2 separate regions of the Zea mays genome follow, and region 1 is linked to region 2. A link is a contact called in public Hi-C data. All regions are on one chromosome and are shown on one strand. The core of a region is the stretch at or near the end of the contact, and the rest is flanking DNA. Distances in the headings are between cores, read along the strand shown. Region 1 has its middle 24 kb from the start of LOC100192885. Region 2 holds the start of LOC100037794.

Region 1 (3,924 bases), core at 117-2,616, 85 kb after region 2:
AGGACGACGAGTGTCATGCACACGTAACACAGTTTCTACCAGACGGGGCCTAAAGCGTTCGAATGCATGGTGCCGCCTCTAGAAGCAACGTGACGCAGTCAGGGAACAACCAAGCTCTGCTACTTACGTTACTCTATTAGTATTTCGGATGAAACCTGCAAGCCGCAACAACATGAAGCCTGTTTGGATTCGCGGCTAAGGTTAGTCGCCGTAGCTTGCATATGTCGTACTGTCGCTGAACGACCCGACCCCACCCCACCTGCTCCAAGGAACATTAAAGAGGTGTTTGGTTTCTAGGGACTAATGTTTAGTCCCTACATTTTATTCTATTTTAGTTTAAAAATTGCTAAATATAGAAACTAAAACTTTATTTTAGTTTCTATATTTAATAATTTATAGACTAAAAAAGAATAAAATGAAGGGACTAAACATTAGTCTCTAGAAACCAAACACTCGCCTGCCTTTATTAATGTTCCATGCATGCTTTTGCTTTCATGCACGGCCGCAGCTTATTATTTATTGCTTTTACCATGCATTCTCGTCGTCCAACAGCGAGCTGGGTTTCAGGAGTTGAAACAGAGACCAACCAGAGTGTGTACTTCAGCTTTTGGTAACCCTTTCCTTCCTTTCTCAACTTCTTTCAAAGGTAACAGAGAAAAATGCACCCCTACTGAAAGAGATACTGATTCTCGGTGGAATAGACAAATGGAACAGTGTGGCAGCGATTTTTGCTTCGCAAGAACTTCACAGTCAGAAACCTCTCGATACATGATATGCTTACATACATGTCCTCGTCTACTAGCTAGATCCATCACGAATGTTCCGCGAAGACTACTCCTGGTGTCTGTTGCTCTTGCATGGTCGATAGGATAGGAATACAATTCACCTTATCTCCTGTTGTCGTCCCGGTCGAAGCTCGAAAATGAAAGTATGCTACGTGGGCGAATGGCATAAGGAGCAGCACCTCACGAGCAAAGGGAGCAGGAAGACCTCGCTCAGTTCACACGGTTTTTCAGCTTCCAGTGTACTTTAGACACCAAGCCCCCCCCCCCCCCCCCCCCCCCCCCCCCCTTTCGCGACCTGTAAAGACGCCAAAAGAACAATGTGGATTAACAATTTCCAATCGACACTGCCGATGATAATGCAACGCTGCTCTGCGATTTTATTCTCCAGATCGATGACAATGGCTTGTTGTGCATTCCAGCTAGTAGCTAGAGGAGAAGCAAGCAAGCTCAAAGCTAGCGCACCCAATCGCACGGCCGGCTAGGCTAGGCTTTGCTGCTCTGCTCCCATCAACGACATATGCAGTGTTCTCACTTCACTTGCATGGGAGAACGTTCAAAAGATATGTGCGGATTTGATGGCACAAAAGCGACGCGCACATTCCCTCCTCGAACGCGAATTTATGTCTCTCGTTCTCGTCTTGCTCTGTGGAGGAAGTGGGGAGAAAAAAAAGACAAGTGTTTATGCCATGTCGCCAGCACAGAAAAAGTTAGCCCAGTTCCTGTACACACTGAAACGCGTATTTGATTTTGAGGGACCTGGAATCAACGACAAATTGATTAGCTAGTACTGCATATTGATTGCTATGATTTACGAAACAGTAGGCACACCAGCAATTGTCAACGCACACACAAAAGAAAGAAAGAACACCTGGAAAGCATATATGTACACATAATCTGAACAAAGACGTCTCCCATAAAAAATATACTGGCATTATTGATACATATCAGGAAAGCTGAATTAGCTTACAGCTGTTTGTCAAGAAAACAGCTGAAAACAAGTTAACAAGATGCCACGATTTATTGCATGGCCAGTGGCTAACAAAAAGAGGTATGGAGTTGAAGAAACGATAGTCAATAACTAGCAACAGGGCTACACTGATCAAGCACGAATGCTCAACAAGTATTTTTCAAGTGAAACTTAAGGGTCTGTTCGGTTTGAGGGGGGTTTGAGGGAGATCGGAGGTGATTAAATCCCCTTCTATTCAGAAGGGGATTTAATCTCCTCCCATCCCTCTCAATCCATCCCTAACCGAACAAGTCTTAAAGGGCATGCATTCTACCTCGACAACAAGGCATACAAGAGATTCCTTTCTCTCTTTTTTTTCGTGTAGATCAGAAGTAGCATAGGTATACATTTAGTGTAGTTTCTTCAAAATGCATGCAAAGAACTTGGCAAGGCAGACAAGAGGAAATAACAATCTTGCATACTTTGACAAGCCAAATGGGTCAAATCTCTTTTACCTTGATACAGACTCAAATTGATTACTGAAGCTGTCAACATCATTACATCACACAGAGGATTATACCTCCATAAGACCATCAAGCCAACTGATGGGGGCCAAAAGAACAATAATGTGCACTTAGGTGCTTCAGTCATGTTTATCAACAGTAGTACAAAAAGGGAATAGCACTAGTAATGCAAAACTACATTAGTCACCAGGTAACACAAGCTACTAGCTAGGATTAGTAACTCTGAACTGCAAGGAAGGAATGCCATAATGAATCCAGTGACTCAATGAAAAATATGCTTCACAAGATAGCTGCTAGACCCTCCTTTTTGACAGGCCTGTTCCCTGGAAACCCTGTGCGGGATACATCAACAAGTGCCTTAAAGCTGTAAGGTTCATGCATCGACAGCTCTGAGAGCACCTTCCTGTTGAGTTGGATGTTCTCCTTCATTAATCCATGGATAAAGTTGCCATAATTCACCTGATAGTCAAATGCAAGAATACAGATGCAGGAAAGCTATGAGCACTTCCAACGGTAAAATGAGAGGCTGGTATTATTAGATGGTATAAAATTAGCATGATTATATGTTCCTAACAAATGCCAAAATTCCATTCTTTTTCACATACCCCGTGCAACCGTGTACCAGCATTGATGCGCTCAATCCAAAGGGGTCTCATGTCCCTCTTCTTGTTACGCCTGTCCCTATACGAATACTGCAAGAGGCTTTCTCGACTCTCTCCCTTGCTATCCTTATGCAATTCTTCGCCCTTCCCCTAAATCCCTTGGCCAACTTGAAAATCTTGCCCTTATTCATTTCTGCTTACTGGATATCCTGAAAAAATTCCCCCCCTTTCCTGCAACATTGCAAAAGATAGGGAAGGATATGTAAGAAAATAAGCAACTTGAGTGCAATAAACCACTAACCCTGTAGTTAGGAACATGTTCATATGTGCTATTAGCTTCATAAAAATGAATTACTGCATGGCCACACTAACTCATTTCGTCGCTCTACAAACCATGTAATCCATGCAATCATATACATAATAATTTAATGAAGGAAGCCATCCATGTTATTATGTTATGGGTGTGTTTGGTTTGACTTTTGGTTGTGGCTTTTGTCGCCTAAAAACCACCAAAGGGTCCAATTTATTCAGAAAGTTTTTTTTCTTTCAAAAGCCCGCTTACTCACAGTACAAAATTGAAAGCAACGACCTGATTTTAGTGGTTTTCGGATGAAAGAACTTTACAAATATATGGAGGTCTTTTAGCGGTCACATCACACAACCCTATGTTAACACATGGGTCCACAAATGGAGCGAGTTTTATTGAGAAAATGAGACTTTATACAATTGAGTTCATCGGCTGAAATTCATGGCGCCCACAAAAAGGGGCGGACGCAGTAAGGTACCAGATAATTTTAACAAGACAATCGAAGTTAGTAGGTTTAATACATGCATATAGACTTATAATTGTTAAGTAACCCTAGTTAGGGTTATGTGGGCAAATACCTACTTTGCCCCTGAGAGGTCTCACATCTCTATATAATGAACCTATACATCCCCTCATAATATAGTGAAGAGATCAGAAAGAGGTCAGAGGCCCAACTCTATATCATGTGTCTTATGTGTTTCCTCTGTCGTGCTTATGGGAAGGGAGACGGGTTCTCTACAGCTTCTCGCGCCTTTACTGC
Region 2 (3,981 bases), core at 658-3,157:
AAAACGAGTGTCCCAAAACTAGCAGGTAGAAGTGGGTAATGGCGTGATGCTTTCCACGCCGGTTTCGCTCACCAACTACGATTAGACACAAACTTTTCGTGTACACCCTTCCGTCCCCTGCGGGGATTTACTCCAAAACACTCCTCTTTCGGATTATCACAGGTTAACTAAAGTTTCTCAGCCACTTAAACATAATTAAGAAACAATAGTAATCCGTAAGGTCTGCGTTATGGATGCGCTACTGACAAAACAGATATTGATGTGGCAGGCAGTGGAGAGGAATTAGACAGCTCAATGGACCAAATACAAAACTCTTGCCGTCAAAGGACGCCTAAATGATCCGATTTTGATAGCCACAAATAGCAAATCAGAAAAAGAAAGGACTAAAGAAAAGGGAAAGAAACTGCTTGTAGTGCAGCACCACCGACTCCAAGCACAACCATGGGGCATGGGTATTTGTTGCTTACCTCTTTCACCTCCTCCTCCCCAATCCGGCCGTCCGCGTTCTTATCCACCCTAATTAAAAATGACAAAACCAATACATTTATTGAAAGAAAATAGACGAGTCTCATAGTAGCCGGCTAAGAGTGGCGTAATGGTGGGCATGGTAGCGGGGTGGTATACATGTCGAAGAAGATCTGGAGGCGGGAATCGAAGCTGTTGTCCGTGATCTGCTGCCAGATCTCGCGCAGCTCCTCCTTGTTGATTTTGTCAACCTGCACCTGACGGCGGCGGCTCAATGTGTCAAACAGCTCGAGCGCGAACTCTTTCGATTCCGTCATCCCTGCACGTGTACATGCAGCTCCCCAATGTTTCAACGACGAAGGGAAATGGAGGAGAAAGCCGAGGGGAGGCAGCGCGGCGTGGTGGTACCAATGCATTCCGCGAAGTCGGAGCGGGAGAGGAAACCCTCGGAAGCGAGGCGGTCGAAGTTGGCCTGCACCTCCATCCAGGCGTTGTTGGCCTTGTTGCTGCTGATGAAGCGGAGGCCGCGGAGCGCCTTGTGCGCGCCGGAGCGCGTGCGGTCGAGCTGCGCGCGCTGCCGCCGCGCGGCGCGGGCAGCGAGGGCCGACTCGATGCCTGACGACGGCTGCTGCTGCTGCCCCTGCCCTTCCGCGCGGCTTTGGGTGCGGCCGAAGCGCTTGGTGAGGTCCTGCGAGAACTGGCGCGCGATGGACATGGCCTCCGCCTTGAGCTCCTGCGAGAACTGCAGGAGCCGGTGCGACGAGGTCCGCCTGATCGACGGCGACAAGGACCGCGACGACGACGACGCGCCGCCGGCATGGTCCCCGCGCGCGCCCAGCGGCAGCGCGGTGGCGCCCCCCGCCGCGGCCGGCTCGACGCTCCGCAGAATGATGGTGTCGTCCTCCTGCAGGTCGAGCGTGACCTCGACCAGCTCCTCCCCGTCGTCGGAGCTGCGTTCGGAGCCCCGCGGCGAGGAGCCCGTGCTGAGTGACCGCGGCGTCGTCCCCGCCGAGCCGCTCCATCGCTGGTGGCCCGGGGCGGCGGCGCCCCTCATCGCCGACCCAATCAGAAGCCGCTTTCCAGCGCGGCTCCCGGAACAGTCCAATGCTCGAAGAGGAGACGCGCTCGACGACTGGATGGATCGATTTTGTGGGTGGCCTTGGAATCTCTGGGGAAAGGCGCCCGCGACGCGTCCGAGCGGGAGCTCGAGCCGATGAAAGAGGAAGCGCAACGAGACAGCAATATATGAGGATGAGAAGGCGAGTACGGTGGGCCGGGCCACGCAAATGCACAACTCTATTTAATTATCCACATTGTCATCTACTAATATGTAAGCAGACTCTACATGCATATGTGCAATCAATTTTCCACCAGTATGTACCATTTTATTAGTAACCCTGTATTTAATCTACCGTTGAATTGAATGGGTATCCAAAGAACTAGAAAACGTGATTGTACGCTTGTACGCAGAGTCTGGTTGCATATCAACAATAGCATTGGACTCAATGTAGTTTAATAATATAGCCAATATTATACTTAATAATATTATCATGTCACATATAATCAGTTAAAATACTACTCATATAATAACCCTATAATGATATAAGATAAATATTTAATAATAAGTTCACATTTTTTTTCACAAACTGTCTTGGAGTCGGTGAACATCTCGCTTTCAGTTGATTACTAGTGAACAGCTCGTTTTTCTTCTTTCTTTTTTCTTTTTACTATATCATTATAAATGTGTGGTATCTTTTACAACCGCCTACATCATTTTATTATGCTTGTTCTTGCGACCATAAGTTCTACCAGCACGTACGCTTCTATTGATTAGCCCAGCACAAGTTGGGGTAGGAGAGCAATCCATTCATGTGAGGGAGTAAATGATGTGAGCCTTCTTTACCAAATAAATCACTGATTTTTACGGTTCTATGGTTGTAATGTTAGTATGTCACCTTTACTCTTTTTTATTTATGCAAAAATAAAGTAAAATTAAACATAAGTAAAGGTTTGAATTTTAGTTGTTGGTTTCACATTCACACTCATCTCACCAACAGAACTTACATATTTTTATGTTTTATTAGAACAAAATTTACACATGTGATATGTAGAAAGTGTAGTAATGTATGAGCATCTGACTAGTTTTTTAAAATATATAAAGGTATTTGGGACAAACTAAACACAGTTCTCCAATAGCTTCCAGAAAGGGAAATGTGTCCTTGTGCCATTTTAATAAATGTTTTGGTGATTAGATGCCCAACACAAATTACTTTGGTTCAAATGTACTAAGTGTGGAAGAGATGCAAATCAAAGAATCAAGGTATGACTCTGGCCTTACTAAATTGTTTTGTGTACTAACATATTTCTCTAAGTGCTAGGAACCTTGGTTAATCAACTAAGATTGGATTGGAGAAGTTTGGCTAAGTGCAGCCAAACTTGAACCAGCCTAAGGTGCACCGGACACTGTCCGGTGCCTAGGCTGGCTCGGCGACAAACTCGTCTCTCTCGGGACTTCGCCGAGGGCGCTGCGGCTATAATTCACCGAACTGTTCGGTGAGCCAACGGCGCCCACGCCAACGGTCGGCAACGCAATCAGCGGGCGACGCGTGGCCTGGGCCAACGGTAACTTGGTCTCACCGGACTGTCCGGTGCGCCAGGGGACCGAGGGCTCAACGGTCGGCCTCGCTAGAAAAGCAAGGAGATCGGGCACCGGACAAGGACTGTTCATGTCCGGTGGTGCACCGGACTGTCCGGTGCGCCACCCGACAGAAGGCAAGAATTGCCTTCTAAATGGAATTCCAACGACTCCTAGTTGCCTTAGGGCTATAAAAGGAACCCCCTAGGCGCATGGAGCACTACACCAAGCATTCTCTAAACATCCTAAGGCGCCTAGACTCCGCAAATACGCATTTGGAGCATCGTGGTTGAGATTTGAGCACTAAGTGTGTTGTGAACTTGTGGCATTGTTCTTGTGTGCTCTCTTCTTGACTTGTGTGCGTATTGTTGTTGCGATTCTAGTCTTGTGTGTGTTTCTTCCCCTCCCTTACTCTTATGCTCTTGTTGTGATCAACTTTGTAAGGGTGAGAGGCTCCAACTTGTGGAGATTCCTCACAAACGAGAAAACAAGTATAAGGAAGAAAACTGTGGTATTCAAGTGGATCATTGGATCGCTTGAAAGGGGTTGAGTGCAACCCTCGTCCATTGGAACACCACAATGTGGAAGTAGGCAAGTGTTTTACTTGGCCGAACCACGGGATAAAATCATTGTGTCTCTTGTGTCGCTTTTCTTTGTGATTGGTTTCTTCTCAAGAGTTCTCGCTAGCAACTTGGCTTTAATCTTACTAACATTTCATAATCAAGTTGTGCTATTAGTATTTGATTTTACAGGATCACCTATTCACCCCCCTCTAGGTGCTCTCAATTGGTATCAAAGTCGTACTCTTCATTAAGGGACTAACCGCCCGAAGAGATGGATCCTAAGGGTAAGAGGATGGTGATCAACGACAAGGAGAAGGA

The links. Hi-C and Micro-C count contacts between places; a contact is called where the count stands out from the background.
Region 1: a Hi-C map of leaf shows a contact between it and region 2, with 4 times the contacts expected there. The contact joins the enhancer-like site here to the promoter of LOC100037794 in region 2. A contact is called at or near these places in 5 of 25 Hi-C or Micro-C datasets (bundle sheath, ear, leaf and 1 more) and 1 of 3 datasets of contacts at active chromatin or transcription factors (leaf).

The regions. Positions count from the first base shown.
Region 1 is chr3:205,625,950-205,629,873 of Zm-B73-REFERENCE-NAM-5.0, forward strand. It overlaps the pseudogene LOC103651235. Among protein-coding and RNA genes, the nearest start is that of LOC100192885, 24 kb to the right of the region's middle. Within about 2 kb of position 1,367, at least 4 of the 20 cell types and tissues checked have an H3K27ac peak or open chromatin away from gene starts, as enhancers often do. A contact at or near this core is called in bundle sheath and leaf, where this site is marked.
Region 2 is chr3:205,539,982-205,543,962 of Zm-B73-REFERENCE-NAM-5.0, forward strand. It overlaps LOC100037794, which reads right to left and starts at 1,908. Exons shown (of 14, transcript NM_001374296.1): 1 at 874-1,908; 2 at 625-784; 3 at 468-516. The coding sequence starts at 1,519.